2 separate regions of the Mus musculus genome follow, and region 1 is linked to region 2. A link is a contact called in public promoter capture Hi-C data. All regions are on one chromosome and are shown on one strand. The core of a region is the stretch at or near the end of the contact, and the rest is flanking DNA. Distances in the headings are between cores, read along the strand shown.

Region 1 (7,642 bases), core at 1,560-4,059, 500 kb before region 2:
TCATGTTTACTAACTAGCCTCCATACCCAGATAGTGTCCAATAGCTTCAGACAACAGGCTGAAGAACCCACCAGACCATTCTCAGCCATGGCCATTTTAAACCAGATGATTCTTTGATGTATGCTGCAGGATATTTAGCAACCTCCCTGGCCTTTACCCTAAAGTTTCCAGTAACATCCTAAAACTATCAAAATGTCACCAAACACTGCCAAATTTCCTTGAGGAGGGGTGAAAAAAACTACCAAATCACTCAAAACCACTGCTCTACCTACAGTCCTACTTGAAGGACCAGAAGCTGTTTCACTGAGAAAGAAAATGAACTACAATGGTACTTTAAAACCGCTGGAGTGGAGGGAAAAAAAAATCCTCCCTGGGGGTTTTGGATCCAGGACCAGATACAGTCACATCTCACCTTATTCTACAAACCCTCTAGGACAAGAGCCTGACTTCTGCCATAGAGATAATGAAACTGAGACAGAAGGGAAATTACTTGCCCAAGGTCACAAAGCTACAATTCAGAGCTGCCTTTCAAATCCAAGCCCTCTCTACAATCCCCTGCCCCTCCTACAACCCGGGCCCAAGTTTTGGAGTACACCTGCTGTGTGTTTAGTGGTACACCTGTTGAGGTGGTAAGACCAACATAGTTGTCTCTATCATTTAAGAATGCTGAGGTTCGGGCTGGTGAGATGGCTCAGTGGGTTAGAGCACCCGACTGCTCTTCCGAAGGTCCAGAGTTCAAATCCCAGCAACCACATGGTGGTTCACGACCATCTATAATGAGATCTGATGCCCTCTTCTAGTGTGTCTGATGACAGCTACAGTGTACTATATAATAAATAAATAAATCTTTTAAAAAAAAAAAAAAAAAAAAAAAAGAATGCTGAGGTTGAGAGAGTGTATGACCAGCAGAAGGTTAAAGCAGGTTAGACAGTGCCTGTGTGGATGCACAGCAGCTTTCTATTTCCACACTCTGCTCTTCCACAAACAATTCCCAGCACAGGCCTGAGACCACCACCACCTAATGTCCCCCTAAACCTCTTCACTATTCTCTCCTAAGACTCACATGAGGGTCTATAGACTGAATGCAATGATTAGCACCTGATAGGGACTCAATTACTACTTCCATCCTTCTCCCTACCTGGGCCTGACATCTGCTAGGGTTTCACTCTCCTCTGCTAGCCTCCCTTCTCCCAATCCCGAGAGGTACACTCTCCATAGTAACAAGGCTTCTGACACTGCCATGAGTGTAGAAGCAATCTCTTCTATAAGCTAAGCCAATGCCTCTAAGCTGCCTAAGAAAGAAAGAAAGAGAGAGAGAGAAGAAAAAACAGCCAGGGACTTCAGCAAGGCCCAGCAACAACACCAAAGCAGAAGCTGACAGATCCCAGTCTCTTCATCAATATAATTAGGATTCTGGCCCAAATGCATCGTTCTGGAGCCTTGTCAACAGTACCTGCACATAAACCAGTCAGTACCCTGCACCATTCTAAAAACCAATCTTCCCTCTAGGGGCCTTCTCATGACCCAATTTAACCATCAGAATGGTGCAGGAAATAAGTTTGAAATCTCCACATTTCAAAAACATATTCTTGTTCAGTCTAAAAGGGTTGTTTTCAAGATATATTAGAGGAGCACTATAGGACTCCTCCCAAAAGCGGTACACCTGACTTCCCAGGCTGAGTCAACTGATTAAACAGCCAGAACCTGATTTATATACAGCAAGAGCCTCCAACCCTACCCTGGCAAGTGCGGGGGAGGGGTACACACTTCCTGTCAAGCTATTTGAATAAAGAAAAAAAAAATCTTCCTGTGAGAATAAATCAGTTTCCTGTGGTGCTCAAACTGCTAAGAGACCAAGCCAGCTGTGACAATCACCTCTATTTTTACTCTTCTGTTCTAAATGCTTGTTTTCTGTGGCCACCAGCAGTCATTTTCAGTCGTGGGGAGCCACTTTTACATTTGACACTGTATGGTGTTTTTGAGCTCTGAATCACTAGCTTTTTCCACGCTTTCTGCACAAGGCGGTTAATGGCAGAGTCGCATTACTTGTTGAATGTACTTGGTCCATAAAGGCGCAAAACCCAACGTGCTGAGGAAAGTGGCGACAGGTGAGAAAAGGTAGCAGGCCATATCACACCTGAGGGCTGGACCTTAAAGCACACCTCCCCCACCTCCGCCCTCTAGTCAGTCTTCCTCCAACCATCCACCCACCTATTTTCACGCCGGGCTACAATCGGGCCCAAGAAAGCCAGTTAGACAAGCGCAGTAGGGCAGTGGCCCTGGCTGCTCAATGAATCCAAGGTGGTTCACCTCGGTCCCTCCTGAGGGCAGCACCTGGGAATGACCCCGCTTACTATAAGGAGGGATAAAGGGATACCAAGGCCGATGCACGGACACCCAGAAGGATGCGGAGCGCAGCAGAGCAGAGGGAGAGGAGCTCCAGGGCTGCGCTGCTGAGAAAGGCGTAAGGCCAACCACAGACCGGGAGAACCTGGGACTGACAGGAGCCGGGAGGGGCTGGGGTTGGGCGGAGGACCGGGAGACTGGGGCTGGGGTGATCAGGGTGCGAAGGCCGAGCCGGGCCGCCGCGCCGGGAAGGATATTGCCGCAGGAGCCCGTCTACCTCGCAGGGGTCGGGGCCTGGCTCGCCCGCCGCCGCCGCTGCCTCTTCGTGCTCGTCTACGAATTTGTTCTCGTCAAATTCGTCGATATCCACGCGGCGGAAGCGTGAGGACAGTGTGTTCCGGGCCATGGCGGGAGCGCGGCGGCCACTCAGCCGCCTAGGCTTCGCTCTTTCCCGGCTCCCCTCCGCACCGGCTCCGCTTGGGGGCGGGAAGCGGCCGCCAGGCACCGCCTCCCCTCCTCCGCGCGCAGCCGCCGTCGCCCGCCCACTTCCGGGATGCGCCGGAACCGGAAGCTCTTGTGGGCGGAACTGCGCCGTGGGATCGTGGAATGCTGATGAAGTGGTGTCAGGCGTTGCAGCCGTAACTCTGTCCTCTCCGAAGCCGGGCTGCTGGTATAGCCAGCGCTTCTGTCCGCTCCGGAGGAAGAAATCTTAGAGCTAAGGGATGGCAGGGAGTGACGCGCAGTGCCGGAGTCTCTTAAGCACTGACCCACAAGAGGACCCACTTTGTTAAAAGTAAACGGCTTTAAAGGCGTTGATGTGTAACCCAGGGGCTGGCAGGACGCTTGATAACATCCTTTCTTGAGGATGTAACGACTCCTGCGGGCGTTCCGAAAATTAAAGAGGATTCTGTGGCCACCTGTACTCCTGACTGAAGAGGCATATTTTAGGAGGCGAAAGCTGCAGAATCCCCAGGATTCTTTCTATTTCAGACGTAGGCTAAAATGAATCTTTTCTTGTAACTATATGAAAACTATTTAATAAAAAATATTAAAAAAAAAGAAAACTATTACATTTTAACCTAGTAGAACTCGAGCAAAAAAAATTAGGTGAGACATGGTTTTGCTCCTGCTACACATAGCGAGTAATGTGGCACATGCCTTATTCCAGCCCTTAGGAAGCAGTGGCAGGGGGTTCTTGTGAGTTCTAGATAGTTTTGACTACATAGTTCTAGATCAGCCAAGACTACAGAGTGAAACCCTGTCGGGAAATTTAAAAAAGAAAAAAAGTGCTATTCTTGGAGACCTGGGTTCAGTTCCCAGCATCCACATAGCAGCTCACAGTGCTCTGCGACTCCACCTCCAGGGAGATCCAGTCACCTCTGCCGGCACAGCACATACATGGTACATGTAAAATTTAAAAATGTAAGGGCTGTCTTAATTACATCAGGGATGGCAAAGTACAGTGCCTGTAAGTTTTTTGTCTTCAAAGATGGGGAATGTAATTGGGAATTCAAAAATATTGTGAATCCTGGGTTTAATCCTAGCACTACAAAAAATGTCCAGAAATATGATGTATATTTGTAACTCTAGTAGAATCCTGGTCATCTTTAGACTTCCATTTAAAACTAATCCACACTCGGTTCATTTCTCCTTATCCCATTTACAAAAGGCTTATTCATTCTATCCAACCAGTATCCCCATCCTGGGCCTGAAAAGCATTAAACCCTCAGAGACCTTCAAGACTGGCTCTGGAAACAGGCACACAAACACATGGCTTAACTCAGCTTGGTACTTAAGAGCACTTAGGATACAAGGGTACGCTGCTACACTTGGGATGGGAGGTGACTAAAAAATGTTCATTACAGTACCTTTTTTGTTTTTTTGGTTTTTGGTTTTTTGTTTTGTTTTGTTTTGTTTTGTTTTCTCGAGACAGGGTTTCTCTGTATAGCCCTGGCTGTCCTGGAACTCTGTAGACCAGGCTGGCCTCGAACTCCGCCTGCCTCTGCCTCGCGAGTGCTAGGATTAAAGGCGTGCGCCACCACGCCCAGCTTTCATTACAGTACCTTGAGTACCTCTTCTATCAGCATCAAGTCATGAACAATTGAGAAACTGCTGGAAAAATGGGCAGCTGCTGAATGGAGCTTGGCAAAGAAAGGGCTCCAATTGGTCAGTTTGGTCAACTCATCACACAAACCCAACATCGTCTGCTTTGTTCTGATCTAGATGCTAGCGGTCTGTCTGGGACTGTAGGCAAAGGGTCATGTGCACTTTAACCATGTTATAATTTCCCCAATCTTTACATATCAGGTCTTGGCTGGGAGCTTTGCAGGTTTTCAGTTTAGTTCCTCTAATCCTCAAAGATACACTAACCGGAGACGCGAAGGGACTTGCCAAGATATAAACTGGTACTAGCAATAAAGCAAGACTCTGTTTCGGAGCTTTTATTTATTCTTGTATCAGTGCCGGGAATGCACACAGCTTTGTGCATGCCAGGGAAACACTACCACGGAACTAAGCTACCAGCACGATTTGGAATCTCTCTGGAGACGGTTTCATTAATATATCTTGGTGTAATAAAGAAGGCTTGAACTCCGGATCCTCCTTTTCCACTGCCTGGGCGCTGTGACACCGTGCCCAGACCTAAAGCAATAATCAGAAATCCCACAAAAGTCTGGGGATGAGATTTGTACTACTACATACCATCTCCGCAAATTCTTGCTGGATGACTTTATTGTTACCCTTGCCAGGTGGTGGCGCACTTTGGATACCAAACTTGGGTACAAAACAAGTCCAGGAGATAGGTAGGTAGGTAGGTAGATAGATAGATAGATAGATAGATAGATAGATAGATAGATAGATAGATAGATAGATAGATAGATAGATATGGAGGCCTTGTATTTAAAAAAGAAAAGAAGAAAAAAAGGATAGCGAGATGGTTAGGTCGAACCTGACCACTTGCGTTCGACGTTCGAGCGCCGAACAGTGGAAGAAGAGAACTCCCACAGGTTGTTCTCCAACCTCCATGCTCGCTGGCTCTCTCACATACACTTGCGAGGCATTGTGGCACTTGTACTGTCAGCATTAGGAAGCGATTTAGAATAAGACCTTGTCTCAAACTTTTAAAGAAAACCCTCACACCTCATGCCCTCCGCACCCTGACACCACCCGCGGCTAGCTCAGCCCCGCACAGACCAGAGAACTTCAAGCTTCCGAATAAAACCGAGGGAACAGAAGAACTGCAGCCTTCTCTGCGCTGCCTCCAGCCAGCCCGGTGTTGCTCATCGCGAGACTCAGTTTCCCCAGCTGGGTCGCTTAGAGACCAGCCAACCTTAGGAAGGCAGGACTTCCGGGAAGCGGAGGGCACCACGGCCGCGGCTGCGCAGGGGCGGAGCGGGCCTCCCAAACCGCGACGCTATTGGCCGTGCCCGGCGCCACCCGGCAGTAGTTGAGGAAGTCGGCCCCGCCCTTTCCTCTTTCTCTCGAACCAGGCTGCTTCAGCCGTGAACAACGCCGAAATGGTGAGGCTGCGGGAATCGGGTGCCATCGGTCGCCGGGGACACGTGGGGACAGTGGCGCGGGGCGCGGGGCGGACGGGGGGAACTCAGAGAGCAGCGGGGGCCGGCTCAGGCTGCCCGCCCTCGCTTACGCCGCGGCCTCTGGCGCACCGTCCCTCCTGGGTCGGCCGGGGACGAAGCGGGAGCTCCGTGACCCATAGAGTCGCTCCTCATTGCAGGCCAAGATTAAGGCTCGGGACCTGCGCGGCAAGAAGAAGGAGGAGCTGTTGAAACAACTGGACGATCTGAAGGTGGAATTGTCCCAGCTTCGGGTCGCCAAAGTGACAGGCGGCGCCGCGTCCAAGCTCTCCAAGATGTAAGTGGGCCTTGAGGTCCCAGCTGGGTGCTTCCCCTTCCCTGCCTTGGCCCCTTGAGCCATTTCCCCTCGACTGTCCTTGGCCAACTACTGTGGTGAGAGAATAGGGCATTCCTTGAAGGGCCATGGTGGTGCCGCCTCACATGGGTTGTAGTACGGCTGGAAGCAAGTGGTGACGACAAGGGAGGGAAACTTGAAAAGAGACGCTGAGCCCATGTGTTCCAGTCACGAGTTGATCTCTTATCACCATGACTAAAATCAGCTGTTCGTGGCCTCTGCCTGGCTTCAATGTCCTCTCTTCACACCTGTTCTCTTTTCTCCAATTTGTGATTCCTTACACTGAACTAGGTAACTTGAAGGCATGGTCTCAGTCTCTGGCCTTTGGGATAAGTTCTTGGGCCAAATCTGCATTAAGTGTCCACGTCTATCTGTTGACAAACCTGTCCTTATCTCTAGATTTCCCTCCTGGGTGGCAGAAATGAGGGCCTTGTGTTGGAGGGGTTAATGTGCCTACCTGATCTTCACTGCCATCTATTTTTATAGACGAGTCGTTCGCAAGTCTATCGCCCGAGTCCTCACTGTTATTAACCAGACTCAAAAAGAAAACCTCAGGAAATTCTACAAGGTGAGCACTGGCCAGGAACTGTTGTGGAAAGGGTATAGGGTACAAGGGACTGGAGGACTGGGCCTCAGTAAGCTCCCATTATGTGGCTGAGTTTGCCCAGTTACCAGCTTCCCGAACTGACAGGAGTTCTTGGTGTCAAAGGGTCAGATGTGGCTGGTCAGGGTGGCGCAAGCCTTTAATCTCAGCACTCAGAAAACCAAACCCAAAAAAAAAGTCGGATGTGAGGGTGGACTGGACACTAGCTTTGAACTCAGCTGTGTGGTAGTTGTTGGGTTAGATTGCTTTGTTAGAAGATGGAACTGGAACCCTAGCCTGAGGCAAAGCTAGCTGTTCAGGGTGTCTGTCTCACAGCCAAGCACCTGCTGTTGCAAGGCTTGGAAAGGTTGCGTTGCCCAAGGACACCCACAGTTGCTAAACAGCGACCCCCAAAAGCTTCTCTTTGGAGCCATATCATGAGGACATTAAGGGTATTGCTGGGATAGTTACAAGATGTTTGTTATGTTAGTGTTGTCAGGCAGTGGTGGCACACGCCTTTAATCCCAGCACTTGGAAGGCAGAGGCAGGAGGATTTCTGAGTTCGAGGACAGCCAGGGCTACACAGAGAAACCCTGACCGGGGGTTGGGGGGAAACGTTCATGCTTTCAAACTCACATGCTGTGCTAGGAATTTACTTCCTTTGACCATGGCTGGTCTCCGGAAGAATTGGGGTAGGGGGAAGCTGTGTCATTTTATAGTTGAGGCCATCAGGTGGAGTCTTTTACTCAGTGTTGGGTCTGGCTCATCACAAAGTATGACTTCACT
Region 2 (6,955 bases), core at 706-3,205:
TATAATAGAGACAATAACCTCTGACTTATGGTGAGCCCTAATGAGGACAGGAATGTTCAAGTCCTCAGTGCCCAGGCTGTACAGCTTAGGAAGTCAAATGTCAAGTCCTGGGCCCAATGAAGGAGGAAGGCCTAGAAGGCAGGCAGGTGGCTCAGACTTCGGCTACTACCCTTTCCCTGGTGGCCTGGGACACAGGTTTGATTTCTCTATGAGTCAGATGCCTTGGTCACAAACCCAAAAACAGAGTGGAATCCAGGAGAGTTAAGGACCCCAAGAACCTCTCAGCACACAGTAGGTACTCTGTAAACGATTCAGCTGCTTACCCTCTTCCTTTCCCACACCATATGCCACCTGGGAAAGCCAGCATCTCCATTTCTGGAAACCTAAACAGCTCTAAATCCTGGACAATGCTTAAGTCTGAGACTTGGGCTTTTTAAAAGACAGCAAATGACTTTTGTAGTCATCTCTGAAGCAGACGGGGCTCGGAGGCTCACAACCACAGGGACCATTTTAAATCCCGGGCCTTTTCTTCTGGGAAGTTAAGCAAGAACCTTCCCAAATGTTTGCCGTGGGGCCCTCTGCCAGAGAGTGACTCACTCCTCCGCTCCCCACAGGCATATTTTATTTGGGGGTGGGGGATCCAGGGAGAGCCTGGCCCCGGTGGGGGAGGGGAACAGTTTCAACACGTCCAGAAGGTGGGGATATTTTTTCTTCTCCAGTTTTCGGGACAAAGAGGAAAAAAAAAATGAACATGGGTCTTTTTTTGTTTCCTTCCAGGTTTTGTCTTCTGGACGACGATGTCCAAAGTTCACTGGTTAAGTTTCTCCTGTTGGGAGTCAGGCACCCATTCAATGAAATTCTTCTCCCATTAGCAATAGGGTTTTTAACATGCCCTTTTACACACACCAGGCTCCTGTGAGGACATTTTCCCCTCAAAAAGTCACCCTGCATTTTGCAAGTGGAGTGAAACTTTGTACATAAACTTTCTAAAGTTTGCTCTAACGCAGTTAAAACTTTCAAACACACATGCACAAACTGTCAATCAAAACTTCACGGACAGCCCTTAGAGGATGTGTCCCAAGCATGCTGTCACCCATTTGTTATGGCCCTCTGGGGCTCGGTTAAATCAGGGAAATATGATTAACTTAGAGGAGCAGGCAGAGAGGACAAGTATCTGGGGCCCTGGGTCTCCCTAGGGCCTAACCCCTAGGTATGGGGAACAGAGTCCAAATCTGGCCTAGCTAGAGACAGCCACGAACAAAGCCAGGGAACTAAGACATATTTAGAAAACCTCAATTCAAGTTCAGCGCAGCCCCCTCCTCAGCCTGCGTGGCCATGCAGAGTTCTGCCAAGGCCGGGCTAAGAGGCTTCCAACCAAAGTCAGAACCTGGGGATCTGCGGACTCACAGAATCCGGCCCAGCACCCTCTCTGGACAGGGTCAGCCGGCACATCACACACACACCGGCCTGCAGTGTGGAGTGCACAGTCTGGATCCTAAACACACTCTCGTATGGAATTTGTACACTTTTGCCCGTGCACGTGTGCACACACTCACTCGGGAACGTTCAGACACGTGGGCACACGTACTCCTTGGCATCCACGGTAAACACTCGATAAACGGATAAACCGAAGCCGAGCCCGTCCACCCGCACTGGTCCACCCCAAACTCACAGCCCGGGCCCCTGATGTGCACACGCACGCACTCCCGCGCAGCTGGGCGGATGGAGCCCGCCGCGGACACCTCGGCCTCCTGCGGGCGTCCCCGCCGACTCCCCGGGCACGCGCGCGCGCCCACAACGCCTCGGGTGACAGTCCCACGCCCTGGCCCGCGCCCCTCGCTGGTCCCAGGCCACTCACCGGCGCTGGCGGCTCTCTCGGCGGCGGGCGGAGCGCGGGTCACACGCGAGTTGGCGGCGCTGCGGCCGCAGCTAGTCCGCTTGGTTCAGCCGCCGCTTCTGCGCGCGCCCGCGCGCCCGCCCCTCCCCGCCGCGGGGCCGCGCCGCCCCCTGCGCCCGTGCGCGCGGCCGCCACGCAGGCTAGGGGGCGCCGGGGGCGCGCTCCCAGCCTGGGTGCCTGATCGTCCAACTCAGGTTGGAAGACTGAGCCTCAGACTCCAAACCCTGGGCACTGAACCCCTCTGCGCGGGCTCTAGACTTTATAAGATGCAGATTCGCTGGGTAACCAATTCGTGGACCCTTCCCCACACCCATGGATTCCTCATCAGCTGACATTGCTCCTCTCACAGCCCTCGCAGGACCGAAATTGACCCATTCACAGAGTGCAGCAGGAGGTGAAGTTCAGTTGATAGCATGCTTTCCTAATCTCAGCACTAGGGAAATTGGGCACCTGTAATCTCTGAATTAGGAAGGCTGAGGCAAAAATGTCTGAAATTCATTCATTCTTGGCTATATAGCAAATTCCAAGCCAGCCTGGGCTACATGAGATGTTGTCATTCATATTATATATATATATATATATATATATATATATATATATATATATATATATATATATATATATATGTATATATGTATATATGTATATATGTATATATATATATATATATATATATATATATATATCAGTGTGTACAATAGTACAGTGTACAAATAGTGCCCAGTACAGTTCCAGAAGTAGGCACCTAGGATAAATCCAAGTCCCTGCCCTCAAAGTGCCAGTATCTCCTGGGGATACTGCCTTCCTGGGAACTCCAGGCCAGCCAAGCATCAGTGTGCAGAAGGTTTTTAGGAGTAAGTGGGCCAGCCAAATACCCAGGAGCCTGGGGGTGGGGGTGGGGGTGGAGGTGGGGGGAATGACCTGAGTTTGATCCTCCAGACCCACACAATGGAACAAAAGAACTCCAGCAAATTGTCTTTAACCTCCCCATGTCTTCCAAATTCACACCAAGTGTTGTATGTTAAAAACAAAAAACAAAACAACAACAACAACAACTGCCTTCATCTATGCATACTTAACAACCCCACTAGGATGTCCAAGCTTCTCTGGGGAGCAATTAAGGTGACTCCCACTTCCCCTCAGGAAGGGATGCTCGTAGCTGGGACAGGTATTGCTGCTTCTGAGTGTTCTAGACTGTCTGTGTGCCCAAGCACCTGCCATCTGTCCATTAATCTGCTGTACATGTCTGGGCACGGGATAGCAACCTGCTGAGTATTCAGTTAACTAGTCTACTTGAGTCCACAGTAATCAGGCCCACAACCTATATTACTCCCCCTGCCTGCCTCATGATGTTCAGCCATTGTGAGGGTGGCATCATGCCACCCATGTGCCCATTTCTTAGATGGCTTTAATGAGGCCTGTGAGCAAAGTCCCCCAGGTGGTGAGTGGTTGAACTGGAAGCAGATGACACAGATTTCTGGTCTCAGCAGCTTATTGCTAGGCAACCTTGTTCTAAGTAAGAAAGGCATGGCCACCAGCCCAGAGCAGCCAGGCTGGTCCCTGCTTCTGAGAGGAGGGAACTGGCACCAACAAGTTATCTCTAATGTGCACACATACACTGTGGATTGTGGCATGTGAGGGCACACACGAATAACTGTTGTTTTAAAAAATGAAAGCTTAACGCCCACTCTAGGAAATCTGAGTTTCTCCAGGAAGCAGACAGTAGGATAAATAAGGTTAAGCAGGCCGGAGGCAGGAGGACCAGGGCTGCTTTCTAAGAGGCAATGAAGAGTGGAGGTCTCTACTGAGGAGCAGAAGTCTTTGGAGGAGAGGGTATGGTTAGGGGCCTGCTGTGTTCTGACTGGGTTCTCTGCTGTAAAAACTGTCCTGGCAGAACAGCTAAGGAGCAGCGTCAGATCACTAGAAAGGACTTTCCCCAGCCTTGCTGAGTTCACAAACACATGCAGTGTCTTCATTTTCAGGAAACTGAAGCTCAGAAAGGCCAAACAACATGTCCCAGGTCTCACAGCCAGTGATGAACCTTAGAGGTCCGGCTGTAGGCAAGCGGTCGTTTTTAAGTGTTAAGAGAATTAGGGGCCCAGCTCATATACCACCACACATCCAGTGAACTATAATGCAGGAACAGGATGGGTGGGGCTTACATAAGGCATCTTCAGTCTCAAGGGATAGGCTGGAGAAACAAACCCACCCTTCTCCCGACCTTCCTCCTTCGCACCCCTACTTCCTTCTCTTTGGCTATGGACCATACAGATGGATTGCAGGCCCCGCTGACATGCTGTGACATAAAATCAAATTTAGTCAGCTCCAAGACCCTCACCATTCCTGCAACACCCATCTTTCTGCAGGGGTGGGGAGAAGGGAGAGGTGCAAGGGCCACTTTTGTTTTCAACTCACAGGAGTTTTTAGTGAGTCCCAAAATGAGTCACTGAAAAGAGGTACTTACTTGCAAAATGCCTCCCAGATTTAGCATGGCTGCCTCCCTGTGTGTGCACTAGACTTGCCTGTGCCTCCCACTGCCAACCACACTGGGAATGTGGTCTCAGGGGCAGGCTCTATGTCTGCCCTGGAGACTTTCAGGATGATGCTGTGTTACTTCATTATCACTGTGCAGTAGAGGAAGAGAAACCATTTTGGCTCTCTGCGCCTTCCCTGGAGCTCTCTGTGGAGAAGCAGCTAGGATCTGCTGCTGCTGGTCCAGTCATCAGGAAGGTGTGGCCTCTGAGGGAGACCTTTATTGTCTTCATCCCCTTCATGGGGGTGGCAAGTCATGGGCTGAAGCTGAAGACACAGCAGCTCACAGAAGGAAACTGGTGGGATTCCAGGCGGGATGTGCCCCTGAGTACTGCATTCCTGCAGTACGTAGACGGGAAGGAGGGCCCTTTGGGAGAGGGAGACATGGGAACCAGAACCAGACTGCACCTGCCACATCCTGGGAGTAAAGTATCTCCTCAATGGCTTCTTGGTGGGAGGATTTTAGGAAATTCCTTATGTGGCTTTTGATGGGGGTAGGGCACGGCCTCATGTTTCTCAGGCTGGCCTTGAACTTGTGGCCCTTCAAGCTTCCTGCCTCCACTTCCCAAGAAGCTGGGCCTTGCCAGCTTCAGTGGCAGGAGAGGACCATCTCATCTACTCTATTCTCCTACCTGCTGTGGTTATCCACACAACCTTCTCACTCCCCAAAATGTTTCTGATTGGAAGATCAAAGACGTGTATCTTCCTGAAGGGCAGGGGTAGAGAGAAAGGTACCTGGCACCCTAACCCCCTCCACTTGGGGATACCTGATTGTTTGGAAATGTTCTTGGAGGACCTTACGTTATATCAAATGCAGAACTGGGTCTCTGGGTTCTAGGCCCTCCGTTCTCCACATCTCAGCATCTGTGTGTCCAAGAGCAGGGATCATCACTAGCCAGGGAAGTAGTCAGTACCTCCATCTCAGCTGGCAAAATGGTCTCCAAGAGAACTTGTGCTGGCTAGTTTATATCAGCCTTTGCATAAGTTAGAGTTGCTGGAGAGGAGGGAGGCCGATTTGAGAAAATGCTTCAATAAGATCAGGGTGTAGGCAGTATTTTCTTAATTAATGACTTAGGGGGAGGGCCCAGCCAGTGGTGGGTGATGCCATCCCTGGTCTGGTGATCCTGGGGTCTATAAGGAAGCAGGCTGAGCAGACCATGAGGAGCAAGCCAATAAGCAGTGTTCCTCCATGGCCTCTGCATCAGCTCCTGCCTCCAGCTTCCTGTCCTGACTTCATTTGGTGATGACCTGTGATATGGACAAGTAAGCTGAATAAACTCTTTCCTCCTCAAGTTGCTTTGGTCATGGTGTGAATACAGCAATGGTGACCCTAACTAAGACAGTACCCTAATAGTGTGAATTCATGGTGTGAATACAGCAATGGTGACCCTAACTAAGACAGTACCCTAATAGTGTGAATTCATGGTGTAAATACAGCAATGGTGACCCTAACTAAGACAGTACTGTAGACCTTGCCGACTAGAACTGCACTCTGGGAAATTTGACAATGAAGGAGATTTGAGACATGTGATTTTCTCACCTCTACCCACCCAATCCATCATTATTGGTTCATCTTTTGAAAGTAGTCAGTCTATTCTGAGCTATATTAGCCTTTACAGTGTGTGTGTGTGTGTGGGGGATCATCATGAGAGTTGTTCCTCAAGAAGTATACACTCTGGTTTGGTGGGGGAGTTTTTGTTTTGTTTCATTTTTTTAAGACAAGGTCTCTTACTGTCTCAGGGACTTCCCAGTTAGGCAAGGCTGGCTAGTCAAAGAGCCCAGGGATTATTCAGTCTGGGTCCTGAGATTAAAAACACTACCACCACACCCAGTTTTCAGCTCACAGATTCAAATCCTGCTGAGTCATAATGGGCTCCCAGTTGAGCACCCAAAACTAAGCCTTTCATGGATGCCCTGGACTGATCTGTTCAGCGCTGCTTTGAGGACCCTCTGCAGAGCCTGTGAACACAGGAGTGCCATTTTGAACACACCCTCCCATACTCCCATATTAGAAGGCATGAGGTTGGCCTCTGGCCCCTTAGTAAGCATTCACCTTGATTTTTAAAATTAATTTAATTTTATGTATGTGAATGTTTTGCCTGCATGCATGTACGAGTGCTACATGTGTGTCTGATGCCCATAGAGGCCAGAAGAAGGTAGAGGATCCCCTGGAAGTGGCATTGCAGATGGTTATGAACTCTGTGGGTATTGGGAATTAAACTGGGGTCCTTGGCAAGAGCAGCAAGGGCTCTACACTGATGAGCTATCTCTCCAGCCAGCACCTTCTCTTTTGAAATAAAGTCTCTCACTGGCCTGAGGCTCACGAGCAGGCTGACTGGCCAGTGACTCCCAGAGACCTTCCTCTCTATGCTACACAGTGAGGGGGTCACAGGCACCTTTCAGGCTTTTTGCCCGGGTGCTGGGGATCTAACTCAGGTCCTCATGATTGCTTGGCAAGCACTTTACCAATTGAGTCATTCCCCCAGCCTCTAAATGGGCCTTTAAAGCTGAGAGTATTTGCTATTG

Evidence for each region. Capture Hi-C pulls out chosen DNA fragments and counts their contacts.
Region 1: a promoter capture Hi-C map of liver shows a contact between it and region 2. The contact joins the promoter of Arpc5l here to the promoter of Nek6 in region 2. A contact is called at or near these places in 1 of 39 promoter capture datasets (pre-B cells) and 2 of 9 other capture datasets (adipose tissue and liver).

Annotation. Positions count from the first base shown.
Region 1 is chr2:39,003,306-39,010,947 of GRCm38.p6, reverse strand. It overlaps Arpc5l (actin related protein 2/3 complex, subunit 5-like), which reads right to left and starts at 2,809. Exons shown (of 4, transcript NM_028809.1): 1 at 2,604-2,809. The coding sequence starts at 2,752. It overlaps Rpl35 (ribosomal protein L35), which reads left to right and starts at 5,817. Exons shown (of 4, transcript NM_025592.3): 1 at 5,817-5,864; 2 at 6,080-6,216; 3 at 6,760-6,841. The coding sequence starts at 5,862.
Region 2 is chr2:38,506,697-38,513,651 of GRCm38.p6, reverse strand. It overlaps Nek6 (NIMA (never in mitosis gene a)-related expressed kinase 6), which reads right to left and starts at 1,955. Exons shown (of 10, transcript NM_021606.3): 1 at 1,859-1,955.